Regions from separate parts of the Mus musculus genome. Here region 1 is linked to region 2. Evidence: chromatin contacts called from public promoter capture Hi-C data. All regions are on one chromosome and are shown on one strand. Each heading gives the region's core, a stretch centred on a gene start, on an enhancer-like site or on the middle of the called end of the contact. The rest is flanking DNA. Distances are from core to core; before and after follow the strand shown.

Evidence for each region. Promoter capture Hi-C pulls out the DNA fragments that hold promoters and counts their contacts.
Region 1: a contact with region 2 is called in a promoter capture Hi-C map of cranial neural crest. The contact joins the enhancer-like site here to the promoter of Dact2 in region 2. A contact is called at or near these places in 6 of 39 promoter capture datasets (cranial neural crest, embryonic stem cells, epiblast stem cells and 3 more), 2 of 15 datasets of contacts at CTCF or cohesin (both in the NIH/3T3 cell line), 2 of 484 Hi-C or Micro-C datasets (cortical neurons and palatal mesenchyme), 8 of 115 datasets of contacts at active chromatin or transcription factors (craniofacial prominence, differentiating embryonic stem cells, embryonic forebrain and 5 more) and 3 of 9 other capture datasets (adipose tissue, embryonic stem cells and pancreatic islet).

Annotation. Positions count from the first base shown.
Region 1 is chr17:14,508,150-14,512,967 of GRCm38.p6, forward strand. The region is part of intron 2 of Gm34916 (a long non-coding RNA gene); the gene reads right to left. Among named protein-coding and RNA genes, the nearest start is that of Gm34916, 12 kb to the right of the region's middle. Within about 2 kb of position 2,547, at least 12 of the 459 cell types and tissues checked have an H3K27ac peak or open chromatin away from gene starts, as enhancers often do.
Region 2 is chr17:14,200,690-14,205,551 of GRCm38.p6, forward strand. It overlaps Dact2 (dishevelled-binding antagonist of beta-catenin 2), which reads right to left and starts at 3,142. Exons shown (of 4, transcript NM_172826.3): 1 at 2,825-3,142. The coding sequence starts at 3,040. It overlaps Gm34510 (a long non-coding RNA gene), which reads left to right and starts at 3,018. Exons shown (of 3, transcript XR_001782252.2): 1 at 3,018-3,111.

The DNA of each region.
Region 1 (4,818 bases), core at 1,297-3,796, 310 kb after region 2:
GTGGATATTAGGAATAAAAGCTCGGAATATCCAAGACACAACTCACTGACCACATGAAGCTCAAGAAGAAGGAAGGCCAAAGTGTGGATGCTTCTATGACATAGTGGAGTAGGACGAGGAATCTGGTGGCCTAGAGCTTGCTGGGGGAGCACGCCAGCTGCTCTATGCTCACAGCTGTGTCTGGCAAACAGTCTGAATTTCACAAAGTGGCTAAAGATTAGCTATAGCTTTCTGGTTTCCACAGTGCAAGCATGTATAATGTAAATGTGGTTTCATTTTGAAACTGAAGGTTCAATGTCTCCCTGACTAGCACTGGGCTCTGAGGGAAGAAGCAGGACTCCGTTAAGCAAAGTGAGCGAGGACTTTTTAGATAAGCATTTAGGAGTTCATTCCTTGGGTAATTTAAGAATTGACTATATTTTATAATGTATTTAGTTTAAAAGATATTTTACAATTTTAATCATCTTTTACTAAAGCATAGGCATGTGGTAAATTACAAATTGATGTACTTATGTCTATACCCCTCAGTGGAGATCTCTCAGGTCCCAAGAAACACCACACTGAAGTCACATGTGATGTATTGGTTGCAGCCTTCCCTTGCAAGTTCACAGCTCCTCCAGGACTGCTCTAGTGCACACTGCCTGCTGGCTGGGCATAGGTCATCTGTCCTTTGAGTTGTGTGTTGTTGCTTTGTGAGTGAGTTCATTGTCTGATCTAAGAATGACGTGTGCAGCCTGGTCAGAGGAGAGTGTACAGTACACCGGGGTTTCACTTGATCATTTATCAAGTCACCTTCTCTCTGGCAAGCCTTTTGAATGTACTAAGCCTCCATTTTCCTACTTGAGAAATGAAGGAATTTGATGAAAAATTTGCTTCTTGCTTCAATTCTAAAAATGTTATGATTCAAGTGAAGATTAAATTATGGGTGAGATTAGTAAGTTAAATCTAATAAATAAATAAAATAAAGTAAAATGTCTTGTGAGTACTGAGTCAAAAGGCTAGAGAGATCTATTTACCTATAGCTTCTTACTTTATGCTCAATAGCTTTGGCTTTTTTGTAGTAAATAAAGGGGCTTGAATTACAATCTGTTCAAATTTTTTTCTGAAAATTTCAATAGAGACAAAGAAGATAAAGTCAGTTCTCTCTAGGCTGCAGGGTTCCTGCCTGTAGCCCTTGCTTGAAGTTATCTGCTGCATCCCCAGCACGGTGGCATGCTGAGTTGAGTCCTAGACTAGAGGTGTGTGTGGTTTGATATAGCTGTTTCTACTTCCCACTTACGCCTCGCACAAGGGTCCCTCAGCCTGTGCCAAGAAGCTGTGGCCACCTCTTCCCAGAGTGGAGCTAAAGGAATGGTGGGCAAACCCACACATGTGGGTGGTGCAATGTGTATGGGGGCTCAAGGCATGGGACCAGAGGGACACGGGGGTAGAGATGAGTATAGTGTGTGTCTAAAGAAATCTTCTGTTTAGATTCACTTTTGATTGATGCTTGAGCACTAAAGATTCCATTGCCTACAGCAATGAGCCAATCTAAGGATTCCTCAGAGCCCATCGTCTGCCATGGAAGATGGGTTCGAAGATCTTAATAACTTGCAGATGATCGTTCACATGCAATAGGGGGTGGGGTCGGCCCTGAGGTTTAGACTAGAGTGAAGGAGGAAGAAAGGGGAGGAAGGGAGGGAGGGAGAGAGGCAGCGATTCAGTGAAAGACACATCAGATGCTGATCACAATCTGCTATCCTAGGTAAGCAAGAATGGTCCAAATATTAATGGCAAACATTGTCAGAACAAATAACCATGATAAAGACCCAATTATCTGTTTTCTACATGAAATCCACTTTCAGATGGGGTTATAAAGATACATTCAGATAACACGTGAAGCAATGGAGGAGATAGAGACTGTGCTAAAAATGAATTAAAAGTAATTGGAATGAACACACAAACTCCAAACAAAGTCAACAAGGGTGATGAGAGCTAAGGATCACTGAAGCAAGGGAGAGAGGGGAACAGTTTTCTGCAAGGTTTCTACTGTTTTCTAAACGTCCGGGAAAGAAAATCATATCAGGTTGAAAATGCTGAATAAAAAGAAGGGGATATTCTTCCAAAGACAGTGGTTTGCTTCTTAGCATTTGGGAGTTTAGGAATTTTAGGATTGGCCTGAACCATATGATGAGACCCCCATCTCAGAAGAAAACATGAAGAGGCAACATATAGAAACCGGACCTATGCCCTGAACAACCACACGCGTGATTCTGAGAACTTTGGAAATGAATCGTCTGCACGGGGCTGGAAGAGAACAAATTGTATGTTTGAATCACTACCTTTCAGGCTCTTTGGGTCCCAACCCCCAGGTCTGCTTAGTGCTTGGGATGTGGAGGGCCTTGCTCTACTCTGTAGCATTCTGCAGAACCGCTGAGTGCCAGATGGTGTTTATGCACGGGCTTGCAGACCTGATACAATCAATGAAGTCATAGGTACTGACCCCTCCAGGTGCATCCCGTCTGAAAGTGGAGACCTTCAAAGGCAGGTGGTAGATGGAGCTGTTGGCAGCGGGCCAAAGAATGTGCCCCACCAGCTGTGGAATGGCCCGGCTCTGAACACCCTCTCTTATTACAAGACGCTTGCCACATTCTATGGAATATGTTGGTCCTATAAACTGTAATCACTCAAGGCTCTTCCATGGGTCAGACTAAGACATGAGCTGGATGCCCAGTTCAGGACTGGCTCCAGGAGAGGAAAGAACTCAGAGCAAGAACTATCAAGTGCAGCAACCCCCAAGCCAGACTTGCTGTGGAATCAGAGATGTCAGCACTCGGTCTCTGGGTGGATTATAAGCCTGCTCTGTACTGCAGTGTAGCACGGGAACCACATTGTTACAATGGAGTCCACCTCCAGTGTGTGGCGAGAAGTGACTTTGCATATCATCAAGGATTGTTCTGCAGGGTTCCCGTGCAGCAAACTCATGCTACCTAAAGCAGTGTAAAGATCAGAGGCTTGTGTTCTGTTTAGAGCTAAAGTCGACACCTTCTAGTATTGTCAAGAAGGTTTCACAGACAGACAGAAAGACAGACAGATAGGCCAATAAGGTGCTTAGGCACTGCCAGGGTTGGAGAAGCCTGAACCTGTCTCTAGAGAATGAGACCCCATTTGATTTTTCTTTTTCTTAAACACCAAGAGGAGCTAACAGAGAATATGGTACGTGTAAGGGAAAGAGCTAGACCAGCCTTTTGCACGCCCCTCTCCCAACCTTGCTTGACTCTCACTCATAGGTGAGGATTTGTGTTTCTCTCGGTTCCAGTAAGGCTCATTCCTAAACGAACCATTGGAAACAATCCAACCAGTACTGGTTTCTCAGCGTACAACATTAACTTTAAAAAGATGAAAATAAGGTGTTACATACTCTGTTATGCACGCATCTCTACGAACACTTATAAACAAGCACAAGCCGAAGGGTATTCAAGATGGGAGCCATTATGAAATCCAATAACCGTTTCAGAAGTTTCCAACGTCCCTGAGCTGATCCGAGCAATTTGAAAAAGACCATTTCAAGCCGCTTCTAAATATAGAGAAGTGTACTAAGACAGCTTACAAATGTCATTCCAATATTTTTGAGTATGAATCTCAATTTATAATAAATGGAGATTTACAGAATCGTTCCCAGTTTCTGGCTCGTGCTGACATCAGGCAGTTATTAATGGCTAGGGTAAATGACATTTGAACATACTTTTTATTTATTTATTTTTTTGTGGGGAAGGTAACCCACATATTTAGAAGTTAGTTATATTTAGAAATGACATAAACTTTTGGAGCATTAGCAACAGAAGATCATGATAAATCCAACACTGAAATTACATTTACCCGTGTTTCCCCCGGCATCTGGTTCATATTTAGTGTCAGGGAGATTGGGCAGCAAAGGACTAAAAGAGTACCCGGCTCTGGCTCTCCCTCCACCTGCCTCCTCGAGTGTCCTCTCTGAGCCTGCTGCTGGGTAGGACTTTATCTTTCCTATTGTGGCCACAGTTAGGTGCAGGGCAGTGCAACACTGGAGATTGGAGACCTGGCCCCCAGACCCTGAGTGTGAGCAGCAGCTTCAGCTGGGGCTGGGCCTGATTCTCATTCCCATGTTCCCACTGGCCTCCTCTCTGTCCCGTCTTACTGCATGGTCTTCAAACCATCTCAATACATGAATTCCTGTGCGTGCTTTACTTTGGTTTAAACCCCACTGTGTCCTTTCTGTGCCTGTACAGAATTCCAGAGGTGTCCTTGGGTGACCTCAACGGGGGTCCACCTTGTAAAACTTTGACCTTAGGCCAGATGATGAACTCTTTTGCCTCAGTTTTCTTTTGGTGTGGTATTATTTCCATCATAGACTTACTATTTTAGTAAAGATTTAAAGGATAAATTAAATACAAAGAACTCAGCAGCAGGATTGCTAGCATTCAGAATGGATGGCTAGTACCAAAATGGTCTTTTTTTTTTTTTTTTTTTCCCATTACTTTTGTGGAAATGAAGGGGATGTTGGCAAAGGACGGGCAGGAGCTGAGAAGTAGCTTCACTGGTCCTCTTGGGGACTCAGCGGTGTTGATCTGGGTCCCTGGGGAGAATGGGTAGCACTGTCCTTCCCTGTCCACTATAAACCCAACTCTTTCCTAGGCCCCTACAACCCTGAGTTAATTAGTGTTTGATGGTACAGTCCCTGTGGACTCCTGGTTGACTCCCCAGTAGATATGTAGTCCTCTCTTCCTCCCAGATCACAGAGACACCGATCTCATTCCTGTCTTGAGAATCTATCACTAAATTGATAGATTTAAATTCCCT
Region 2 (4,862 bases), core at 1,892-4,391:
ACGATTCATGCTGGCTTCACAGAGGGTTTGGAGCACTTAGGTCAATCCCCCAGATTTGAGTCAGGGTTCAGAGGCCTGGTGCAAGTGAGAACTAAACATAGTCCCAGTGGTGGAGACACCCAGTATACCTACAGATCCTGGGCTCCAGGACAGGCCTAGGACCATGGGGCTTCACCAGCTTCTGGTGACCACTAAAGTGACCACTAAAGTGTCTGAGACCTGCGGGTCTATGGTGCCACCAAAAGGGAGCTGGCTGACTCTTTTAAAGCGCTCACTCCATCCCGTAGAAATTGAAAGGAATTTGTTTTCCCTTCCCCCACAAGCGCTTCCATTTTTCCCGACCCCAGCAGAAAACCAAACCAAACCAAACCAAACCAAACAAGAACTTGATAGCATATTTGAAGGATAAAAAGGTCAAGATGTAGAGATTGAATCTAAGAGACTTCCTTCCTCTCCTCTCAGGCTAATAGTGAACAAAGGAAATGTGTTATGCATGAAGTACCCCTTCATGGCCTCCTGCAAACTTCACAGCACATCAGCCAGCAGTGAAGGGCCCTGCTCACAGATCTGGCTCATGATGCCATTGACAGTGACCCTGGAGAAATCTGGCCGGTCCCTCTGCCCTTGATCTCTCATCTGACCCCCATCTGCCCTCTGCGGGTTCACAGAACAAGCCAGTTAGTCCAAGGAAAACACCATTCACAGTTACGGAATCAGAGTGGCCGGCTCTTGCCACAGCGTTACCACCTGAGCCTGCCAAGGGCAGGGATGGCTGCATGCTGTCCCTTTCAGAACAAGTCAGGACCGGTTAACCCCTGTGGGATGATCCTCATATCGGTCTGCATCCTGTCTCCCCCGGGATGTAGCAGAGGCAAGATAGAATGTTTCAGCTTCTTGGCTTGGTGCCATGCAGCGAATGCTCCTACTTAAGCCCACGTGTGGGGGACTGAAAGGCCACTTTCTGTTACAAGTTTCTGTGAAAACATTCACCGGGCATCCTACTGTTTAAAGGGTCACCTGCAGCCGAGTGTGGGGTCAAGGGTCAGAGGGCATGGGATTTCATTAGCAGAGAAGTCTATCTTTTTGGTGTCAGCCATTAAGGGTCACTGATTTATCTAGCGAACAAAATTCCTCTAAGCAGCTGCTACTGAGTTCTCTTTGTGACTTTTGACACTGCAATTAGCAGGGTGTAGCCCATCTGATGGACACCAAATCCCTAGAAATGCTAAACCCATCCTTACTAGAGAATTGCTGCAGGATAACTGTTGAGGACTATAGGAGTCTTCCTTTTTCACACTAGAAGGAGGGCTGGGGGCCAGGTGAGCCAGCGGGAGGGCTATGTGCCGCGGTTTAAGCGGTTTAACTAGAAGGTACTGCAGCTCTTTCCCCGTTTTCTTTACTCAACAAGTAACATTGCTCCCATCCACCCCCACCCTCCCTCCACCCCACCCCCTACCCCACCCCGCATAAGAAACATGGTGAAGTGATAAAGCCACATAGAATTCAATTATTTTTCACTTTTCCCCCGTGAACCAAGTTTCAAGACAAAGCCAGTGTGTTCCTCCTGGTCTCCTGGAGAGGAGGGGGAGTGTGTCAACAAAAAGCTTGTTTGATCTCTCCACAGGCTCCTGGTAATTGGAGTGTGAGGGCTCACAGATTGGGTTTGTGTATTGCTGACGTGGGGGGGGGGGTTTAATCGTTAACCTTCAGGAACGGGTCATGCTTGTAACTCATCAGTGCGCCTGCCTGGCTGAGATCACGTGACCAGTGTGGAGCACCCCCACCCACCCCTAAAGACAGGCACCTGTTATAATGCCTTGGTCCCGTGGGTGCAACAGTGTACAGAGTCCAGTCCTCACCGGCCATGTCTCTCTCTGGGCAGCAGTTGGGTGTCTCAGACTGGAGGAGACTGTCAGCTGGATTCCGCCCTCAGCCAGATCTCTTACACTCAGGGAAGATTCCAGGTGTCCTGGGGAGTAGTGACTCAGACACTGGACTTCCTGATTCTTTAGACACAAACCCAACACTATTCTGAACTAAAGTTGATTGGAACACAGCAGTTTCACCCTGAACTTTACCAAGAGGCTACTTTCAACAGGACAGATCCAAATTTCACCGTGAAAAAAAAATCCCACTTAAAGAGTTGTGGACGCAACGCTATCACACTCTTTCGAGTGCGCACTATTTTGTTCTTTTAAAAATACTGCAGTACTGAGGGGAAGGAACCTTGAGCTGTTTCTAGAAATGGGTAGCAATTCTACTCCCGAGGGGCCCCAAGTGGTCTACAGAGGGGGACTCGATGGGCGCGGGTAGATGAGAAAGCGCCACTAATCCCCTCTCCCACGTTCCGCATACCGGAGGACACTCGTCTTATTTTTTTTTTTTTTTTAATGGGATCAGGTGACGTGCAATCTTGGAGACGATCCTCAGCGGGCAAGACTCCTCAATGACCCAAGCAAACCCAGTACAGTGCCCTGTGGCTCAAGTTCACGCAGTGTAGCCACGCAGTGTAGCCGGATGACCTGCTCCCGGGATGAGGTCAGTATGTGCGCAGACTCCTGCCAGGCGGAATGGAGCCCACGCTCCCCACCACAACAGCCTGTGTCTAGCCAGACTTGCGCGCCGCCGCACCAAGGTTGTGTCCGCCGCAGAGGCGGTGCGCAGTCAACCCCGGGTCCCGCGCGCGGCTCTCCAGCTCGCACCCCGCGGCGCGCTCCCCACGCAGCCGCGCATCTGCTCTTTCCGCTCGCACATTCCACGCAACTGCGCCCCGATCGCGCCCCAGCAGGTCCCTTCGGCCGCTCGCGCCCAACTTGCTCCTTACCAGCTGCTCCCGTAGCGCGGTCAGCGCCGCCTCCAGACGCAGCTCCTGGCCGCGGGGCCCTGGCGCAGGGTGCAGGCCCAGAGCTCCCCGCACGCGTGCTTGCTGCGTGGCTCGCAGCCCCTGAAGCTCCTGCAGCCCGGCCAGTGCGGCTCGTAGTCGCGCGCCCACCCTGCGGCGGTCCCAACCCGCGGGCCCCTGGCCGCTCGGTGCCCACATCTCCCGGACGCTCAACCGCCGCGCCGCGCGTCCCCGTCGCGTCTCCCCGCCCCCGGCTGCAGGTCGCTTAGGTGGGTTGGGACCTATCGCTGGCCGCGGAGGGCGGTGTTTGCGACGCCCGAGGTCACAGCGGCCGCCCCCTGCCCGCCCCGTCGACCGGCCGCGCCCTCGCCCAACCCCTGCGCCCCTGGGACCTATGAGCTCATCGGGGAAGGCCAAAAGCCCCTCCGCAGAGGGACAGAGAGGAGCTTAAGCATAGGCAAAGGTTTTGTTTAGGTTTTTAAATTTAAAAAAATTACAAAAGAAAAAAATTTACATTGCAAGACGCACGTTCCTATTTGTAAGCTGATTAAAATGGAAAATCCTATACCAGGTTCGCCAATGTACATGGAAAACCTGCGCTCGCTTCTCAGTACCGAGTCCAGCTTCACACACATGCTACGCACCTTTAAGGAAGCTTCTAGAAAGTTCCTGAGGTGTGCAGCTCTCACCATGGTGGTCACTTCAGCAACACTGTCTGGATCCCAGAAGCAAGCCGCACACTCTCAGTCGCCCCCACCTCCTTTACTCACTCCATGCTCAGAGCCCCCCAGCGGCCTCCTGTGGACACTGTCTTGAGTGGAATCCTGTTATCCGGGTCTTTTGCTGTTAGACTTCCGGGCGCGCCCATTTTGCAGCACTTTACTGGCCGAGTAGAGTATCTATAGTCTTCATGTTCCTCCAGTGATAAGTTAGGAAGAAGCTGTCATCCACTTCTGCACACAGGCAGGATGAAAATGCTTTTCTCTTCCTTGAGTGTCTACCGAAGGCAGGAATTGTTGAATCGCGGGTGGTTACTGAAGAGACCACTTTCCCGTGTTCTTACCATTTCCTCCCAAGCAGGGGTGGGAAGGTGCCTCCATCCAGAGCACCCAGGCCTGTGGAGTGTAGCTTGCAGTGATTCCTCGGGCAGGAGGAAGTTAAGTATCTTTTCCCTGTAGAATCGGTCATTCAGGTTCGCTACTTGCTTTAAGTTGGCTATCTCCTTAGTAACGAAGACCAGAGTCTCCTTTAAACTCTTTCCTTATTTGCAATTTCTTTCTTAGATACAGGATTCTCACAATGTTTTCTCCAGTCTACAGGTTTCTATTCATTTTACTTCCCTATTTTTGTTTTGTTTGGTTCTAAGACCGGGTCTTACTACAACAGAACTACTCCGTAGACCAGGCTGGTCTCCAAGGAACTCCAGCCTTCTGTGTGTACCTAGATCACAGCTTCGCAGCACTGAGCTTGGTTAAAGTTTTTACTCTTTATCTTTACCTCCTTGCACCAGTTTTCCCCGCTTTTTACTGCTTTCTGTGTGACGACTGAGAAGTCGCTGCCTGATTCGAAGCTACAGACTTCTAAGCTTTTGTAGTTTAAAGCTGATACTCTGAAGTCCTTCATCCTCTCAGGCTGAGCTCTGTCCTTGATCCTCCTGAGTCTCTTTCATTTTTCTGCAGACAGTGTAGCCCACTGCCCAACAGGAAACAGTGAGAGGTGTAGATCAATGGAGGGTCAGCTGATATGGAGAAGGAATTTCTGTTTTCTGTCATATTTATGCTTGTTCCAGGCTGTGTCAATGACTCACCTTTTCACTGGGTTCTGAAGTCTGGACACATAAGCTCTCCAGCCCTGTATCTTCTCACTACTGCCTCCTGCTCTGTGCCCTCCCTATTTCCACAGAATTTATGGGTCACGTGGCCAGTGTCTGCAAAGAAGACAGCATGGGTCTTGTTGGGGGATGCCCGGAACCTGTCAGTCAATAGGAAATATTACATTAAGTTGAGTGTTCTTGGTGCAC